5 separate regions of the Mus musculus genome follow, and regions 2, 3, 4 and 5 are each linked to region 1. Evidence: chromatin contacts called from public ChIA-PET and promoter capture Hi-C data. All regions are on one chromosome and are shown on one strand. Each heading gives the region's core, a stretch centred on a gene start, on an enhancer-like site or on the middle of the called end of the contact. The rest is flanking DNA. Distances are from core to core; before and after follow the strand shown.

Region 1 (2,700 bases), core at 152-2,651:
CTGATGTTCTGCAGTTTCCCAGCCTCCACCCCTCCAGACGATGCTCCCAGACTCCCCAGCTCGACCTAGTCCATTAGCTCCTTATCTTGTTGGTGGAAGGGAGGGCAGTGGGAGCCCTCTGCCTTAGGAGAGAGGAAAGGCTTGCCACCTCACTGGTTAGAATCCTTCTAGAACTGTCATTGACTTTGTTCCTTGTTGCTGCCCCACCCTTTGCCACATCTGGCCAATGTCTCATCACTGTTCTTGGCATTGCTGGCAATGGCACGATCTTCCTCAGAGGGGCGCTACAATGTTGCTTCCTGAGATCTCAGCAACCCCTGTGCTTGGTGAGCATTTTGTTACATAGCAATTATTGGTAATGATATTCTTATGGGTTTCCCATTTCTTGTTTGGCTCCTATCTTGGTGTGCACATTCTTCCATGCCTGTTCCCATCATACATTTCACGATCTACCATTTTGGATGTAGCTCTGCCAAAATCTTTACACTGCTCTGGATTGTTTTTAAGAAGGCTTTTTATGTGACCTCAAATGCCTTCCAGTCTTCTCTCAGCTCATCCTTGAAGAGACATCTCACAGCCATGTTTCCTGTAATGCCTTCAAATTGACCACGAAAAAAGCAAAAGATGGTTCTGCTTGCTTGCTTGCTTTTTTTTTTATTCTTATTTTTATTTAATTTAATTTTTTTTTTTTTTTGAGACAGGGTTTCTCTGTGTAGCCCTGGCTATCCTGGAACTCGCTTTGTAGACCAGGCTGGCCTCAAACTCAGAAATTTGCCTGCCTCTTTTCGTGTCTGTTGTAATTCTACCCTGCTACATCTCCTAAAAGGCTCCTCAAAGACTCAGCTTTGTATGTAGTTGTGTCAAATTAGGTCGCTGCCCCTTAGCACTCCCTGCCTGTGTGTGTTTTGCTGGTTTTACCTACCGTATTGAGTGGGAGAGAGGGGGAGGAGAGAAAGAGGAAAGCCGTTTTTGTTTGTTGTTTGTTTTTCACTTCACCTCAGGCCTGGTGAAAAGATAAGTTACTGATTTTTTGGTTATTTTATGTCACTTGTCAGGGGCACCTTCTTTCCATGCCCCAAGGAAAATACAGTAGAATTTTCCCCAAATGGGTCCCAATATTAGTATCCCCAGGGAACTGACCTCAGTAACCAAAGGAACTGAGTCTCAAAACGGTAGAGTAGGTCAAGGCTGTCTTAGTCTCCGTCCTTGAGAGGGCGCTGCTCCCAAGTCAAATCCCCAGGGCTGGGAAAGAAATGCCTGCGCTTTCCCACAGGACTCTGGCAGCAGCTTTTTGCAGATAGAGTCCGCGCGGCCGCAGAGCGCCTGCCCATAGACATGGCGGCGCCCTCCTTGGCTTCGCGTCGCCCTGACCGTGGAGCTGGCCGGGTTTTGCCAGTTCTCGGGGACTTCCTGCACGTCTGGCATTTAAACGCGCGCCGGGGGCGGCGGGATGCTGCTGCGGATGCGGAGCTGTGTGAGCCGCTGCCTACCCGGCGCAGCCTGGGCTCCGCAGTAGCGGAGCTCGAGCATCCTTTAGTCATCTATCTGGGGAGACCTGGAACTCAGGCTTCGGCTTCCCGGCAGGTTTGTCTTTAATTTCCAAGGTTGCAGTTCTCTTGACACAATCCACAGCATCCTTCTCTCCAACCGGGCTGTGGATGAACCTGGGACTGGACTGAATCCAGCAGCTGGGGCAGCCCGGGCCATGGTGCGTCTGAGCCCCGAGCTCTGGTAAGGCAGTAGTGGCGGCGTTGTTCGAGCTAGGCGGGTGCCACTCCCGGGAGCTTCCTCCCAGCTGTCACAATGTTCAGTTGGCTGGGTAACGATGATCGCCGCAAGAAGGACCCTGAGGTCTTCCAGACGGTGAGCGATGGACTCAAAAAACTCTACAAGACCAAGCTGCTGCCTCTGGAAGAGTATTACCGCTTCCACGAGTTCCACTCGCCCGCCCTGGAAGATGCTGATTTCGACAACAAGCCCATGGTCCTGTTGGTGGGCCAGTACTCTACCGGCAAGACCACCTTCATCAGGTGAGCCTCATCTGGGTGCTGAGCCTTCCGGGTGACGTGGAAAGTCTTCCATTAAGGGCTCTGAAGAAATCCCTGTGGGAGGCCTCAAAAGTTGATCCTACTACCGAGTCCCCCATTGATTCCTATATGATGTCCCTCCTCAGTTCTTAGCCCTGGTCATTTTATTAAGAGTCATCCCTGTTGTCTGATCTGGGCACTGAAACTGAGGCACAGAAGGAACCAGACTCCTAATGAAGGTGGGGATACCGTAACCCTCCTTTTGACTAGAATCTCTTATCTCGTGAAGGGCTTGGGATTATCCCGGGGAGCCTTACCTTTGCAGCCGAGTTGTTCTCATGGTCGCGGGCCTGGGGATGGGGGTGAACTGGAGACCCTGGGGTCATTTATTCTTTTACCGTTTTTCCTTCTCTCTGACAGTGCTTTTAGGGCTGTCTCTTAGAGAAGCAGAATACTTTTAATAAGTTTCTTCTTTGAACTTAATAGTTCAATAATAATAATAATAATAATAATAATAATAATAATAATAATAATAATAAAGCAGCTTACAGAAGTAGAGGAGATACTAAGATGCCTCATCTGGCCCTTGACTTTGCAGGTGAGATAGCAGAGGTGATGGGAGGATACGTGATGGTTTAGAGCTGCACAAGATGGAAGCAGCCCTCGGTGCCTG
Region 2 (2,700 bases), core at 119-2,618, 640 kb before region 1:
TTACAGAGATTAGGAACTTACAAAAGACATGTGACTTCTCTGTGCAGATGAAGCGAACAGATTGGGTAAGATCAGAGTGCACTCAGTGTTCCGTAGTCATGGGGCAGGCGGCACTCTACAAGGTCATCATGGTGCTCTGAGAGCATCCCTCATCTTGAGCTGATGGCTGTTGGTTTCTAGTCCCAGCTCCTGCCTCCTCTGGTACTGGGAAGAGGCCGCTGCCAATCAGTGAGCAGTGCGTGCTTGTCTTTCCCTTGGGGATTGTTCCAGTCCTTTCTCCTTAGCAACAGTGAATTCTTCTTTCTGCTTAGGCTACTGGGCTTGTCAGACTGTTTTGGTAGGGAGGCCAGGTGTTTAGCGTCTGAAAAAGAAAACAGGAATGGAAACAGTCTTCCCTGATTGGTAAGGCCCCTTTCCATCCTGTTTCATCGCCATTCATCACTGAGGCAGCAGGCAGCGCGCCTGCCGTCAGGGTGAACGTGTCTTGTGGCTGCCGTGGGCCCTTCAGATTCAGGTTGACTCAGTTCCTGAAGTGGTGCTTGGGTAGGTTTACATGAACAGAAACAGCTGTGTGTGTGGTGGTGGTGGCTCACACCTGTAATCTCAGCACTTGAAGGGCAGGCGAATCTCTGAGTCTGCCGCTAACCTGGTCTACAGAGTGAGTTCCAGGACATGGGGTGGGCATGGGAGGGTTTCCTGACCATTGACTTTTAAATCATTTATAGTGTATTTTTCTTGTTGAAAAATGAATCCTGTAGTGAGGGCTCTTAAACTCGCAACCATCACTTCTAAAAGTTAGCCTTCCCCTCTTGCCGTTACTTGTGCTTTCAGTTTTCTATACAGATGTGTCTGCTTTATAAATGCAGTACTGCATGCAGCCTGGTCCTCCCAGCTTTCTCAGCACCTTCTCTCCCTCCTCCTCCTCCTCCTTCTCTTCTTTCTCTTTTATGGACACTTGCAGTTAAAGCGTTCTGTTCTTATTCTGTAATGAAATACACTTGACAAAAGGTTCTGACCTCTTCAACATCCTGGATCTCCATAGACACTTAGGCTTGCAGGTGTCTGCCCTGCCACACCTTGCCTGGCCTCAGCTGCTCTCTGAAGTAGATTCTAGGGCCTCTTCATTCTTGCATCTGTCGTGCCAGCAAAGCCAGTCCTACGTGGACAATGCTGTCACATTCTTCTACCAGCTTGAGATGTGACTAGGTCCCCTTTGGAGCACTGCTATCAGCTTCCACGTGCTTATACTGGAGAACACTTACCCAGACAGCTGCTTTCAAGGCAAGGGGAGCACTCTCAGCTACATTTCCTGATCAGGCTCTCTTTTCAAGTAAAATTTCCTTCTCACAAGTTGGAGCCCTTAATGGGTAAAGTCTTTCTCTTTGGGCTCATTTCCTGTTGTCACAGAGCACAGCCAGGTGTTTCTGTGGCTGTAAGGTTTAACTTTTGAGCTCTTTCCTCCTCAATAGACTGCATTTTCTTTTAAGTCTTACCCCCACTCCCAGGGTTTGTTTCTGTTGCTCTGGCTATCCTGGATCTAGCTCTATCTGGATCTATCCTGACTTTTTCTTCTTCTCTTTTTAACTGTAAACCTGGGTAAATCTAGTAAAAAGTAGCCATGCCACAGAATAAAATGCTCTCTTGTCTGAGAATTTCCTCTGCCAAACAGAAGTGATTAGCTTTAAATTCACTTCACCGGTGTTTTCAAGACACAGGCAGATTCTTTGATGTAATTACGAACAGGACAGATGAGAGTTCCATCTTGTGGGGGTGACAGTCCATTACCTAAAACATCCTCTTCAGCTGTGAGCTTGTCTTAGGGTTTTACTGCTGTGAACAGACAGCATGACCAAGACAAGTTTTATAAAAAAACAACATTTAATATGGGCTGGCTTACAGGTTCAGAGGTTCATTCCATCATCAAGGTGGGAGCATGGCAGCATCCAAGCAGGCATGGCATAGGCAGAGCTGAGAGTTCTACATCTTCATCCAAAGGCTGCTAGTGGAAGACTGAGGATCTTATGCCCACACCCACAGTGACACACCCACTCCAACCAGGTCACACCCATTCCAACAAGGCCACACCTCCAAATGATGCCACTCCCTGGTCCAAGAATATACAAACCATCACAGAGCTTATTCACCCTGTCTTTTCTGCTTTTCATTTGAATGAAAAACTTTCTTTTTTCTTTCTGTTAAATGAGGTAGAAGTTGACTGTTACTCTGTTTTATCAGAAAACCAGAGATCCACTTACCTATGCCTCTCAAGCCCTGGGGTTAAAAGCATGTGTCACCATGATCAGCCCATAAAGCTTTTAATTTTAAACAAACCAGCAGAAACATTGAGAAGTGCTTTAATGAATAATCTGTGTGTATTTCTGTGGTGGTAGGCTCGTGCATAGAAGAACATGCCCTGTATTTCCTCTATTGCTGTTCACTTATGCCTTGAGTTAGTGTTTCCCACACCAGAAGCCAGCGAGCCTCCCTCAGCAGCCCTCCTGTCTCCATGCACACTGGAGGAACTGCAGCTGTGAAGCAGGTCCAGCAACAGCACTGGCCAGCCCTGGTTAGGGAGCTCTACCTAGCCGCCCAACGCAAGAAACCAAGACTACAGCACATCCTTATGCCCAACTTCAGTTTAAATTCCAAACCATTTACATGTAAGTCCTAGTTTATTTTATAACTAGTGGAGAAAGGCTT
Region 3 (2,700 bases), core at 52-2,551, 620 kb before region 1:
AAAGTCAATTATTGGGACAAAAGAGAAAAATCATAAAAGCTTGAGCAGTGGGCAGCCTGATGCATGGATGAGTTGGGTTTGGCTTCTTCCTGGCTGCTAGCCGCACTAGCCGCACTGAGGGATGGAAGGCTGTGGGAAATGTTCCGAAATTCTGAGGAAACAGTGATTTGGAACCTCAAATTCTATTTTTAGTCAAACCAGCTTCCAAAGTTGAACCAAAAATACATTTCAGGAATGTGAGGACAGAAACAATTTTCAAAAGACAGGATTAACAGGACACAGCAAAGAGGTCGGCAAACTTGGGGTCAAATCTAAATATTAAAAACATTTCTGTCAAGTTTAGGAATGTGAGAGAAAAGTCAAGAGTCTTTGGAGCAGTCGGGTGATTCCTACAAACCCTGCAACAAGAATGGTAGGAAGCAAACATTTTGGGCATTATTAATGTACTTTTTAAAAATTGAAATTAAATTTAAACTGGAGTCTTTTGGTTTTACACAGTGATGGAATTAAGAGCTGTTTTGGTTTCTGGAGATCAATAATTGAGCTCAGTGTTGAAGGCATTCTGTGGTTCCACAGGCTTACCAAATACAGAAAGCTGAAACACACACAGACGTAAAATGGGATGTGTTGTTTCCAAGGCAGTCGAGCAAATGTCAGCACACTGTCTGCCAGTGGGCAGGATTATGCTTCCTACTTCGGGCCATACTGTCCCTGTGGCAGCCATGCTCTCCTGTGGCACCTGATGCTCCTTGACATTGTCAAACAGAAATAGCTATTGATAGTGTATATGAACAAATGGGTTGCCTGAGTTCTAGGAAACCTGGATTTTAGAGAACAAGGGAAGGGGCAAAGAAAACTTAATTTCAACAAAAGACAGAAAAAAAAGAGGAGGTTTAACAGAAATGACAGGAAACATGAAAAATGTCTGGAAAAACTTGCCCCTAATAAAAATGATTGGAGTAAAGATTTCTAGGAGAGATAAGAGATTCTCAGGCTGTACTGAGGCTAAGTCGTAGGGGAGCAGGAGGTAGGTAGGCCATGGCACATCTGCATTCCAGAACAGCACTGCTTGTTTGCAAGATATTATTACTCTTCATCCCTGGCTGCCAAGATGAGTGTTGCAGTTATTACTATGTAAGTGTTAGAGAGGAAGAGTCTCATGGGTATCGTGGAGATGGACCCATACCATAGGCTGGCAAGACTGGGCCTGGAGTTAGAATCAGGATCAGACCCGTGGCTCAGCAGCAAGAGGTTTTGACCTTTATTACATATGCCGTCTTTATTGCACAACTCACAGTGTTTGCTGTTCCAAGGTCCTAGAGGAAATTTTAAGAGAGGTAGATATTCGGTTGGCCTAAGAGTAACTGTTGGACCCATGCTTTCATTCTTTGTGAGCTTTTTCAGAAACCGCACATAGGCTACCCTAAGTTAGGCATCTTCTACAGAAGCTCCAAGGGCTGTAGCCAGGGCAAGATTGGCAGTCATCTGAAACACAGATGGGCTCATCAAGGCTACCTTTTCAGCAATAAGGTGGGTCTGCCTCTGGGAAAGGCAGTGTGCCCACATATACATAGCAGATAGAATTTCCCATTTCATTTAAGTAAAATCTGAAGTGAATACCATTGAAAATAGCATTTGCATTTACTCTGAGAGTACAGAAAAGGAAATACTATAGAATTCTTATGTGACATGAGAAAATTCTTTGCTTACTACTTGATAAACATTAGTGCCTTGATAATAGTGGCAAGCTATGGCTTAAAGGAGGTTTTAAAGAATTTATCGAGTGGTACTGCACACCTTTGATCCCAGCACACAGGAGGCAGAGGCAGGCAGATCTCTGAGGTCAAGGCCAACTTGGTCTACAGTGTGAGTTCCAAGACAGCCAAGGCTATACAGAGAAGCCCTGTCTGGGAGAGGTGAGAAAACAACAATTTTGCAAACCCCAGTATTTCCAAAATTAGTACTAAATATATGGTATGTTGTAGAATGGTATTATAGTGTAAAAAAATCGAAGACCTGAAAGTTTTGCTATTGAAGTTTGTACAAATGCTTGTTATTTTTTTTTTCTAGGCTGGGCCATGCAAGTTGCGGCCTTTATCTTTATTCATAGGAAGTGGAAGGATGATAAGAGCCATTTTGAAGACATGATTGATTATTTTTGTGCCATCCATGAACCACTACAGCTTCTCATTTTTCCAGAAGGAACTGACCTCACAGGTAAGGTAGGCTGGGTTTGGGTTACAGAATTTATAAACTTACACACCACTAGTCAAATCTCCTACCCTGTGTGTGAATATGAGCAAAATGGATGGACAACCCCTTAGGTCACTCAGTTAATGGTACCCAAGTCTGACTTGAAGATACAATCCTGAAGTTCCATGAACTCAGAATGATGCATGCAGATTACAAGTTTAAGACCAGCCTGAGCAACTTCCTGACTCAGTGCCTCAAAATACAGAATGACAAGATGGCTAGGAATAGAGCTCACCGGGGGACTGTTGTGAGGCCCTGCGTCCAATTCCCAGTGTCATGGAGTGAGGGGAAGACCAAAAAGAAAACAACATTGAAAATATAATTGTATAAATTTTATTATAAAAACCTTGCAAATAAGTAAAATATCACACACTCAAATTAACTAGAGTGAAATTCTGTACAAGTCAATTCAGTACTGTGAGGATAGGTGCTCAGGATGAAAGTAGG
Region 4 (2,700 bases), core at 10-2,509, 530 kb before region 1:
TTAAGATATAAAAACCTTCCTGCGGTGCTTCTCCGTGTCACCTTGGCAGCTGTCATTATTTTCTGCCTTTCCCTTGCCATCCTCCGTCCAGTATTTCAGACTCAGTTCCTCTCATTTCAAGCTTCCGACCAAGGCTGGATCCCGAGCTCACTTCCTTCTCCTGTGCAGCAGACCTGTCTGTGATGAGGTGTGTTGAAGAGGTGGGGAGGAGTGTGCACAGGCACATCCTGCCTATCATTCTCTGTTCACATGTCAGTCAGGGTTTTTTCTCTCAGAGTCTGCAGACAGGGGCTGGTGCATGTGGACTCCTGAACATCCTGCAGCAGATTCAGGACACAAGGAAAACCCCTCCTGGGCATCTTGTTTCAATATCCAGTCTTCCATAAACTCATCCTTGAGTGTCTGACTTTGGCTTCTGGAGGTGTTATGTAGCCCAGTGAGGATAGGGAGTGAGCAGGGTGCAGCAGAAAAAGAACTCCAGATTCATCTCTTGATTGACAGCTAGAGACCAATGGACAGCACGTGAAGAGGAAATGAACCGACCTTTGAGAGGGCTGGCCCCCTGCGATGTCTACGTATTTCAGATTCTTATCAATCGTGGAGGAGCTGCACCTCCCGTCTGAGTCTCAGTGTTTTGGCTGAAGATGAAGAGATCCCATTCCCTAGGCAGAATCTGAAGTTTGATGGAGACGGCTTGCAGCACACAGGCGGCATATGGCCTGGCACACAGCACAGCTATTCATTTCCACTCTTCCAGCATCCTCACGGTATGACTGCAGCCTATGATAGCAGGGTCTGTCAGCTGTGAATGAGAGCCTCCATCCATGGATGGAGCTAGTGGAGCAAGGACCACTTCAGCTTAGGAAGGCATCAGCGGTCTGTAGTGCCTTTCCTTTTAGCAGGGCGAGTCCTAGGCAGGGAGGCACAGGTTTGGGTTCTGTGATGAACCTTTGAACAAGATGCCCAGCTACTGCCACATCATAGGAGAGTTGGTCCAGGGTATACCATCTGTCCAGGGACCCTGCCGGATCCCATCCAATGCCTGTTTCCCCTTTTCTCATTGAAGCACCCTTGACTTTCACCTACCTTTCACTCTCATGATAGACTTTTCCTCATTCCCACAAGAATGACAAAGATTTTGTCATTCTCTGACACAGCTCGGCTTACTCATCCCTTCCTATGTATTTCTCAGCCCTGCCTGGCCAATGGTGATGATGTGATATCTCCATGGAAACAGATGTTGAGCCCACAGTTGCTTAGCAATGGTATGCTGCAGGATGATGTAATCCAAGCTGTAGTTTCCTGGGGGGTTGGCATCCTTTGATGCGCCTGTACCGCTTGGGCTGGGAGGCCTGGGATGAGTAGGAGGCTCCATCCTTTCCTTGGCTCTGTGCTTTTTATGTAAAGGTAGAAAATGGAAGGAGCTGGAATTTAGCTATTTGGCAGGAATGGCATCAGAACAGGGGCAAAGTATTGGGAATCAGAGAACTGGGTTTGAGGCAAGGGCAAGGTGACTTGTTCCTCTACAGGACCACCGAGTGGGGTGTCATGGAAACTGTCCAGTGGGGATATGGCAGCCAAACCTGTAGACACTGCTTCTTCCCACTCCATCTTCATCATTATGACAAACACTGCTCCCCACCGATCCCCCTTCACATCTGGAAGGCCTGGAGTAAGGGTTCAAATACAATATCCAAGGGCACATAACATTATAAGCCAGGCCATCAGCCCAATAACATTGCGAACTGTGGCAGGCACAGCAGTGCTCCCCTGAAACGGGTCTACCTACCAATAACCCCAAACACGCAAATGCATTAGATCCAATAAGGCTGTGGGTGGGATGAAGGATGCTACCTGACTGCCCCGCAGATGAGGAGGTGGTCATCTGGATGAGGTAGGGTAAGCCAATGGAAGAGCAAGGGTCCATCTGCGGATTGAATGTGGTGTGCCTCCTTCCAGGCTTCACGTGTTGAGAGCTCACAGCCTGGAAATGGCAGGGAAACATTATGGAAGAGGCAGGAGCTAGTAGGAATTCTTATGTCACTGGGGTTCTGCCCCTAGGGGGAACATGGGAGTTGTGGAGTGAACTCTCACTAGACCCAGTTGTTAGAGAAGCCTAAATCAGTCTCTACATTGCTGCTTTGTTGTTTGAGGGGTGTGTGTGATTTTTTTTCCCCTCACAAACATGTTCCTGTCACCTACCATGACAGTCCCATCAGAACCAGTGAGTGCCAGTGCCTTGGAACCCCAGAAATGGGTTCTCAACCATCCTTTCTGCTTATAAAGTCAGACTAGTCATTCCAGTAACAGAAGGAAAGGCATGTGGAACCTTTCCCATGGAAGATAGATGTTAAAGAGAAGGTTACTGCTATGAGATTTGAGAGACTAGATTTTTCACCAGCTTTGAAGGATGAAGGGGAGAAGTGTGGAGGAACACAGGTTGTCTCTAGAAGATGAAAAGAGGCAAGAAAATGGATGCCACCATAGGGCGTCTACCCAAAAATATACCATGCCGGACACCCAGTCTCACTTCTGACCAAGGAACTCTAAGACAATAAATAAATTTGTGCTATTTAATTCTAATAAGATAAATATGGCATTAAACCCGAAGTGGGACATAATACAACAAATGTCACACAGCCTGTGGAGGGTCCATGGCCGTGTTGCCCAATGGCTGTACAGGGGAGGCAGATCTGACCC
Region 5 (2,700 bases), core at 72-2,571, 580 kb before region 1:
AATTAGGCATTCCATTATTGAATTAGAGCCTCTGGCTTCTCTTGGTCTCTGACTAATCCTGAAACAAATTCCTTTTCTGTGGACAAATATTAGCTTGTAATAATTAGAGTATTCATTTAAGCTAAAGCTTTTCATTAAGTCTCTTTCTGATGAAGGTAGTTCCCCAAGTACCGGCTGGTTTAATTTAATATGATTTATTCACTTATGAATCAAGTGTAGGGGAATTGTTAACACTAGAAGACTGGCCATATTGAGATAATCTTAATATTCACTGGTCTCTGGGATATTTAAGATCTTGTCTTAGTAGTTGTGCACGTCTAGGTATAATGTCCCACTGCTAATCTGAGAGTACTGTAATTGCTAGAACAGGCTGTCATTGAATACAGCATGCTGATCCTGTTGTGTGTCATGTTGGAGCCTAAAGATGTTACATTCCTGGATTGGATTTGAGAGTTGACTTTCATCTCAGCAAGGTGCTTCTACACATTTAATGTGCTTCTTCTATTTTTACCACAAGTGCAATGTAGCAATAGCTATACACCCTGGATTAAAGGTCTCTGTGGACATGAACTTGGTAAGGGTTTGGTTAAGCACTAAACCACTAAGCATTGGCCTAGTCTTTTCTTTAAAATTGTTTGACATAGTCATTATTGCTTCCTTACCCTGTCCATACTTTGGCCTTTCTTCTGTCAGTGCTGACCACTAAGAGGGTGTTAAATTTCATTGGTGAATCCTTTAACTTCTCTCTCTACCATCATCTCCCAGTGTTTGTTCCTACAAGTCCGGTCTCATCACCTGCTCTTAAGCTTTAGTTAGTCCAGCCTTTTTGTTCTTGGTTCTTTTAGTTCAAACTCCTTCCCCTTATATGTAAACGAAAAAGTTGGCATTGCTATGTGAATAGGGATAAACTTAAGTAAACAAATAATATGAAGCCAAAGCATGTGTTCTAATTTGCTTCAGGGGAAAAAGGTCCAGAAAATGCTGTACCAAGGAAGGCCATTGTAAGCAAACCAAACAATTGGTCTCAACTAACCTGTAGCTTCAGGAAGCCTCAGGGACAGAATAAGTGTGGGGGGTGGGGCGTGAGGGGGAGGGAGGGAGGAAAGGTGAGCGAGCACTTGTTTTCATTCTGTCAGCAGAGGGTGAAAGGAATACCAGGAGAGGCACCCTTCACAGGCCCCATTTCCAGCTGTGCACCAGAGTTAACAAGTTTCTGGGAACCCTGAGAGCTGCTCTGTCCCTCTCCCCCACAAGCCCCCTCACCTCACTCCCTTCCCCCACCCCCTTCCCCATTTCCTGCTTTCTGCCCTGAGGAGCTATTCTCTGAAATCTGCCATGCTAGAAACCCAAGTTAAAAGGACAGGGACTAGGCAGAGAAAGACACTTTTGAGGGGCTGGAGAGATGGCTCAGAGGTTAAGAGCACTGACTGCTCTTCCAGAGGTCCTGAGTTCAAATCCCAGCAACCACAGGGTGGCTCACAACCAAATGGGATCCAGTACCCTCTTCTGGTGTGTCTGAAAACAGCAACAGTGTGCTCATATCAGGTAGGTATATCTATATAGATAGATAAATGAAAACCAGGGAGTGATGCTTGGCTTGGTCTGGTCATTAAACAAACAAACAAAACAAGACCAACCAGAGGCACCTCTGTGAGTGGGGAGCTAAGGGAGCACAGGCCCAGTTAGAATTCCTCAAAGGCCTGGGGAGCTCTTAGGAGCTGGAAGCTGCCCAGCAGCAAGGAGCACACCTTGGCTGGCTCAGCAGGCAAGGTGGTTGACAGACACATTATGCTAGAAGGAGGGTCTCTAACTCAGGGGAAGGAGCAGACAGAACAAGAATGTCATTTGTAAGGCAGCAATTACAGCACTTGGAGAATGTGTCTGCCCTGATTAAAATGTTCTGTGAGAATATTTTTCTACCTAGTGGGGGGCCCCATGTGTCTTACAGATAGAAAGGGGAAGAAATAGCACAGTAGAGAATGAAAACTGCTGTAAGGGGGTTAATGATTCTATTTAAAGACATCCTTGGGAATTAATTAGGAAACAAATGCTCCTATGATAATATCTGAAGAGAGAGGCTGCTTCCCAGAATACTTAATGAGGCTTCTTTTGTTATCAGAGAGAACTAATACACAAAGCAGAGAGGATTGTAGTCTAGAATTTCAGAAAATAATTCCATCTTCAAAATAGCATATGTACTTAGCATTGTTAAATATACCATGGCTAAAAAGTCAACATCCAGGGGATAGAAAAGGCAGAGGGACCTATCAGTTATCTCTAAACTTGTGGGCCTTCTGGCATTGTGTGGAAACCCTGGTATGTTCCGTCTAGCGTCCGGAACACATACTGGTGACCTTGACGGTTCACTGTATTTTGTGGAATTTTATCACCACAGGGCAGCTGACAGCCCATCAGGAACACCAGCAGCTGCAGAGCAGTGTAGCAGTGGTTTTGCAGATAGGGACAGGAGAAACAGCAACTACTCTGGCCTTCTCTCTTCAGGTTTACAGGATTGTTAATCTCAGTCACTGACCAGCTGAGTCTCACTGACCCTTCCCACTTCAGGCTGTTAGAGAAAATTGCTCTCAGGCTCACTCAGGCAGAGGTATCCCCGAGAGAGGCTTAGCTCAGTCTCTCCATATCTGCATGTTGGAATGCTGATTCCATAATATGGTGAAGTTACTAGAAAATTTCTGCCAT

Evidence for each region. Promoter capture Hi-C pulls out the DNA fragments that hold promoters and counts their contacts. ChIA-PET counts read pairs in DNA pulled down with a chosen protein or histone mark.
Region 2: an RNA polymerase II ChIA-PET map of memory CD8 T cells shows a contact between it and region 1, with 52 read pairs. The contact joins the enhancer-like site here to the promoter of Ehd3 in region 1. A contact is called at or near these places in 5 of 39 promoter capture datasets (the 3T3-L1 cell line, the C10 cell line, frontonasal cranial neural crest and 2 more), 2 of 484 Hi-C or Micro-C datasets (CD4 T cells and CD8 T cells) and 3 of 115 datasets of contacts at active chromatin or transcription factors (astrocytes, large pre-B cells and memory CD8 T cells).
Region 3: a contact with region 1 is called in a promoter capture Hi-C map of 3T3-L1-derived adipocytes, with 2.4 times the contacts expected there. The contact joins the enhancer-like site here to the promoter of Ehd3 in region 1. A contact is called at or near these places in 4 of 39 promoter capture datasets (the 3T3-L1 cell line, 3T3-L1-derived adipocytes, hippocampal neurons and 1 more).
Region 4: a contact with region 1 is called in a promoter capture Hi-C map of hippocampal neurons, with 4 times the contacts expected there. The contact joins the enhancer-like site here to the promoter of Ehd3 in region 1. A contact is called at or near these places in 6 of 39 promoter capture datasets (the C10 cell line, embryonic stem cells, hippocampal neurons and 2 more) and 1 of 115 datasets of contacts at active chromatin or transcription factors (memory CD8 T cells).
Region 5: a contact with region 1 is called in a promoter capture Hi-C map of cranial neural crest, with 2.8 times the contacts expected there. The contact joins the enhancer-like site here to the promoter of Ehd3 in region 1. A contact is called at or near these places in 4 of 39 promoter capture datasets (the C10 cell line, cranial neural crest, embryonic stem cells and 1 more) and 1 of 115 datasets of contacts at active chromatin or transcription factors (astrocytes).

The regions. Positions count from the first base shown.
Region 1 is chr17:73,803,440-73,806,139 of GRCm38.p6, forward strand. It overlaps Ehd3 (EH-domain containing 3), which reads left to right and starts at 1,402. Exons shown (of 6, transcript NM_020578.3): 1 at 1,402-2,030. The coding sequence starts at 1,804.
Region 2 is chr17:73,162,518-73,165,217 of GRCm38.p6, forward strand. All of the region lies in intron 2 of Lclat1 (lysocardiolipin acyltransferase 1), which reads left to right. Among named protein-coding and RNA genes, the nearest start is that of Lclat1, 56 kb to the left of the region's middle. Within about 2 kb of position 1,369, at least 52 of the 459 cell types and tissues checked have an H3K27ac peak or open chromatin away from gene starts, as enhancers often do. A contact at or near this core is called in CD8 T cells and memory CD8 T cells, where this site is marked.
Region 3 is chr17:73,185,805-73,188,504 of GRCm38.p6, forward strand. It overlaps Lclat1 (lysocardiolipin acyltransferase 1), which reads left to right. Exons shown (of 6, transcript NM_001177967.1): 4 at 2,071-2,217. Among named protein-coding and RNA genes, the nearest start is that of E330032C10Rik, 64 kb to the right of the region's middle. Within about 2 kb of position 1,302, at least 9 of the 459 cell types and tissues checked have an H3K27ac peak or open chromatin away from gene starts, as enhancers often do. A contact at or near this core is called in 3T3-L1-derived adipocytes, where this site is marked.
Region 4 is chr17:73,270,847-73,273,546 of GRCm38.p6, forward strand. No RefSeq gene overlaps it. Among named protein-coding and RNA genes, the nearest start is that of E330032C10Rik, 21 kb to the left of the region's middle. Within about 2 kb of position 1,260, at least 106 of the 459 cell types and tissues checked have an H3K27ac peak or open chromatin away from gene starts, as enhancers often do. A contact at or near this core is called in hippocampal neurons and memory CD8 T cells, where this site is marked.
Region 5 is chr17:73,223,735-73,226,434 of GRCm38.p6, forward strand. The region is part of intron 5 of Lclat1 (lysocardiolipin acyltransferase 1); the gene reads left to right. Among named protein-coding and RNA genes, the nearest start is that of E330032C10Rik, 26 kb to the right of the region's middle. Within about 2 kb of position 1,322, at least 71 of the 459 cell types and tissues checked have an H3K27ac peak or open chromatin away from gene starts, as enhancers often do.